Regions from separate parts of the Danio rerio genome. Here region 2 is linked to region 1. A link is a contact called in public Micro-C data. All regions are on one chromosome and are shown on one strand. Each heading gives the region's core, a stretch centred on a gene start, on an enhancer-like site or on the middle of the called end of the contact. The rest is flanking DNA. Distances are from core to core; before and after follow the strand shown.

The links. A called contact is a pair of places that touch in the nucleus more often than the background predicts.
Region 2: a Micro-C map of caudal fin shows a contact between it and region 1, with 3 times the contacts expected there. The contact joins the promoter of dusp2 here to the promoter of tbc1d10aa in region 1. A contact is called at or near these places in 2 of 18 Hi-C or Micro-C datasets (caudal fin and an unstated tissue) and 1 of 4 datasets of contacts at active chromatin or transcription factors (embryo).

What each region holds. Positions count from the first base shown.
Region 1 is chr8:48,887,515-48,890,088 of GRCz12tu, forward strand. tbc1d10aa (TBC1 domain family, member 10Aa) reads right to left here and starts at 1,293. Exons shown (of 10, transcript XM_073910987.1): 1 at 423-1,293. It also overlaps a transcript of gck not described here.
Region 2 is chr8:49,068,777-49,071,350 of GRCz12tu, forward strand. dusp2 (dual specificity phosphatase 2) reads left to right here and starts at 1,303. Exons shown (of 4, transcript NM_001003451.1): 1 at 1,303-1,773. The coding sequence starts at 1,380.

The sequences.
Region 1 (2,574 bases), core at 43-2,542:
GCTTTACATCATACTTTTTTAAGGGGTACACATGTGAGCATATATCAAATTTTAGAAAATGAATGCAGTTTTTATTAATTGACATTATTGTTGTTTATTATTATTGGACTGTGGGACAAACATACATGACACACGTACATACGCAAGAGATTAAACAGATTAGGTAACAGTAAATCATTCACGCAGTTTCCTTTGTTTTGAATTCCTCTGATTAACTGTGTGTCAAGAATCTAAACTATGCTCCTTCCAAACACTTTTCTACTCCTTACACACACACACCCACTAAAAGTCCGAGCGTTGGATACTTTCTACTACACACTCCAATCACGTGACCAGCTCTCTGCCTTACGCCCAAATCCCTCAAAACAAACAGAATCTGACACGATCTAAAACCCAATATACTAACGATAACTTTTACTTACATTTCGGTTGAATACTGCTGGGCTCCTCCGATGAATCCATACTTGTCGGTCTGTCTGGAGCTGGTGAACCCGTTGATTTCAGAGTCCGACCCGAAGGAGCTTTCCTCATCAAACTGACTGCCCAACGTCCTCACACTCATGGTGTCCTCAGAAGACAGACGTCCATTCTCCAGCTGAGCCATCATGATCCTCTGCTAACGTTAACTCAAGTTCAGTCACTGGACATCACCTACACCCGTCTATAGGCATCCCAAATAAAGAGAATTTACGGAGAAGCTTCGATCGTCTCAATCAAGCAGATCAAAACTAACGTTACGCAGTCCCACCGCTAGTTTAATCAATCATTCAAGTCTACTTTACCCCTGTATCCTTTGCTCTGAACGGCGTCTTTTAAAGCTACAGCGTCTTCTAAACGGATTATCGTGCGTTTAAATCACCCGAGTTGAATGCTAAATTAGCTTAGCGCGCAACGTGTCACTTATCCCACCCAGAGTTTAAGTTTAATCCCAAAACAACGGCGGCCGACAGAGTAATTCGGCTATGAAGAAACAAAACCGCCGATAAAAGTGTGTAAACAACCGGACGAGCGAAACTACGCCTGAATTTCCTGAATCACATTTTTCCAGTCGGCGGGTTGTCAGAAAGTCCTGCGGGGCTGTTTTCATTCAGCAAGCCCAGCTCTGAGCGTCGAAACAGAGTAGATTCCCGGTCAAAACGCAACGACGGAGCCGTCTTTGTAGTTTAAGCAGAGGTCTCATGGTTGAGAGGTAAATAATGTCGTAAATGGCACATCAGTCGAGTCGTGTTTTTAGTGTTGGGGTGGTGGTGGTGACATTAGCGCCAGAGTTTCCAGTCTTTCGCTGTTGCGTTTGACAGTTCTGCACATGCGCGTCTCTCTCACTTCCGGAATCCACAGGTTATTTATATATTTATTTATTTTGTTTTGCATTTTATTTCTGTAGAAGGATTTGAGACGTTTTTTTAACTAGTGTGAGATAAATGTAAAGCAAACTAAAATGGAGTCTGGCTAGAAGTTAATAAATATTCATATATATTATTTTAAAAGTGTGCATATGCAGCTCTATAATGAGTCTTCAGTATCCTGTTTGTAAACACTTTTTATAGGTAAGTTTTTGAGTAACATTTGCATTTTATGTCTACTTTATAAACCACTTGTCTTCAAAATTTAATGAAAGAATATTATTTAATCAAACTTTAGTGTAAACAGTGGCGCAGTGGGTAGATGTTGCCTCACTGCAAGAAGGTTGCTGGTTCGAGCCTTGGCTAGGTCAGTTAGCATTTCTGTATGGAGTTTGCATGTTCTTCCCATGTACTCTTCTCTCCGGGTGCTCCCGTTTCCCCCACAAGTCCAAAGCCATGCACTATAGGTGAACTGGGTATGCTAGATTGTCTGTAGTGTATGTGTGTGTGAATGAGAGTGAATGGGTGTTTCCCAGTGATGGGTTGCAGCTGGAAGGGCATCCGCTGCATAAAACATATGCTGGATAACCCCTGATTAATAAAGGAACTAAGCCGAAAAGAATACAAATGAATGAATTGCAGATATGCCCAAACTAGGGCCTACGGCAGACCTAGTTGACCCATTCTAACCTTTGACTTGGGCCACTATTCCATTTGAGAAGAGAGGGAAAATGATGGGCTGGTGGTCTGAATATCTTCATACATATCATCATTTCTAATATAACCTTTTGTTTTTTTGTAATTTCTTTAGTTTTATAAGTTCGTCAGATTTTTAAATACTGTTAATACTGTCACTCAACCAACATCTGGCAATGTACAAGACATTGGCGAGCAAATCAAGGCAAAGGCAGGTGCAGCTTAGTTTATTTAGCATTGAACTTCATTAAATTAATGGCATTGTTTATGTTTTTGCGGTTATAAATTCATTCAACATTTTTTAAATACACTGCATTCGTTAATATCATTTAAAGCAGTGGTCAGCAAACTTGTTCCTGGAGGGCCGGTGTCCTGCAGATTTTAGCTTCAACCCTAATCAAACACACCTGAACAAGCTAATCAAGGTCTTGTTAGGTATACTTAAACACCCAGGCAGGTGTGTTGAGGCAAGTTGGAGCTAAACCCTGCAGGGACACCGGTCCTTCAGGACCAAGATTGGTGACCCCTGATTTAA
Region 2 (2,574 bases), core at 53-2,552, 180 kb after region 1:
TATCAGAGTTCAGAGGAACATATTAAATGACTCTATATTACCTATACTATTATTTTCTACACCTAAACACACTGCAGACAATTTCTTCCGCACATGCACGTATTGCATATACTGTAAAGCTCCATTTTTTTGTTAATAATCAGATTCACATTCACATATAGGTACAGTAATCTGAAAACACTGTGAGGTAAATAACCTTGGACTGGATTATATAATTCTAAATTAAATAAATGCTGAATGCAATAAAATAACAATATCTTTACATTTAAATATGACCAATTATTCATTTGCCTATATTGCTTTTATGAATTTAATTAACAAATTGTTTCACGGTTAATATGTAAACTTGGTATCTAAATATGTTTGGGTTTAAGTAAAGTACTATTGAATTGTGCTATAGCAATGGGTACACTTTATTACAATGCATATGATTTGTTTTAGTGTACAGCCTATATTCATTCATTCATTTTCGGCTTACTCCCTTTATTAAGCCGGGGTCACCACAGCGGAATGAACTGCCAAGTTATCCAGCACGTTTTTACGCAGCAGATGCCCTTCCAGCCGTAACCCATCTTCGGGAATACAGCCTATATATAAAAGCCTATATGTTTTTCTATCTTTGTTCCCTTTTTTTAGCTACACTTGTCTCCTACCAGCTTGCATCACCCACTGAAACTGTACACCTGTATGGAAAGTTGCAGCACAGCGTATTTTGCCCACACAAAATTACAAGGTTTGCTCAACCATGAAAAAGTGCATCATCGCCTTCAGCGCGTGGTTTTGATGTTCCTAATTTAAACAGTCTAACTCGTGTGCTCTTGCCCAAAAGCCCTAAAGGCAAACACACAAGTGTCATCATAAACTGTATGCAAATGTCACTCTATAATACTGTTTAAACTCACGTCACAACATAAAAAACACGGGTAACCCCAACGACCACGTGCCGGTGGGAAAAGAGGGGAGAGCGCGTCAGCACCCATATATGGAATGTCGGCTGTGGTCAGCAAGCCATATATGGTGCTTCCTTGCGTGACGTTGGTTCCTTATGTGGAAAACGAAGGCGTGGCTGTGTGAGAGGAGACGCGATACAAATACTGTTACCAACCCCGCCTGTACTGTAGAATCACATCTGCTCACCAATAAAAGACTTTAAAACTAAGCTTTGAAAGAAATACAGAGGATTAAAGATTAAACAACTCGCTGTTCATTTTAAAGTAACATTAAACATAACAGGAACAATATTGATTTGTGTCACCTGTATTTGTTGTTTATAGTTGTAAAATATAAAACGCTTTCATACATTCTGAACGCGCTGCTGTTGATGCTGTGAAGGTTATTCGTTTCAACTCACGGCTGTTTGTTTGTCTGGAGAGGGCATCATGGGTATCGGCGACCCTCTCGAGATCTCAGGCAGTGAGTTGGTTCAGATTTTGCGGACTCCCTCGGAGCTCTTCGCATCCGGCGGCTGCATCGTGCTGGACTGCCGGCCATTCCTCGGTTTCTCCCGCGCGCACATCCTCGAGTCCCGCAACGTCAACTGGAACTCCATGCTGAGGCGCAGGTCCAAGAGCTCCGTGGTGTCCCTGGAGTGGCTGGTGGCGGATAAGTCTCTCCTGGCCCAGCTGAGGAACGGGGACTTTTCTCCAGTGGTGGTCTTGGATGAGAACAGCCGGTCGGTGAGGGACCTGAAGAGCGAGAGTTTGGCCAGTCTCCTCATCAGCGCCCTTCAGTCTGAAGTCCAGTCCGCCTCGACGCACATCTGCTTCTTACAAGGTAAACTTCAGCTTTACACAACTGCTGTCATTTAGGTATAAACTATTATATTATATTATATTATATTATATTATATTATATTATATTATATTATATTATATTATATTATATTATTAATTAAACGACTCACAAAATGTCAATTAAAATAGCCATAATGACTTAACATCAATCAGTTTTCTTACACCAACGAATGTAATTAAATAAAGCATTTCTCCTTATTGTGAGCATTTTTTCACCTTTAATTTTATTACATTGGGTATTAATAGATTAGAAATAAATTTGTATTACTATTAGGTAAATAGACAGATAACAACTTGCAGATATTTGACGGTTATACAGAGCAGAAATAATTTGTTTATGGCAAATGTAATCTAATCTAAATCACACGGAAGTCTTCTTTTAGTTTGTCAAAGACAGATATATTATATAGTATATTATAATATTAATACTTATATATTTATTATAGAAATGACATAAAACAAGAATAACACAGCGACACATTAAATAGCTTATGTATTAAAATAAACTGTCTTTTGTAATAAATTTACAATTGCTATTTGTTTTAGTTTGTTTTGTTTATGTTACATTAAAATCGTATCATAAAATGGCAGCTTGAAGAAGTGGGGGAGGGGTAGTTTTAAATGAAAGAAATATCTACTTAATATGACTTGTTTTTTATATTAAATGCTTAAATTGTTCTAAAATATATTTCTATATGTATCTACAGATGTTAATTTTTTCAGCTGGTGTCATTGGTTATTTCAGGTTTAAACTACGATTTTTTAGATACTAAATGACACT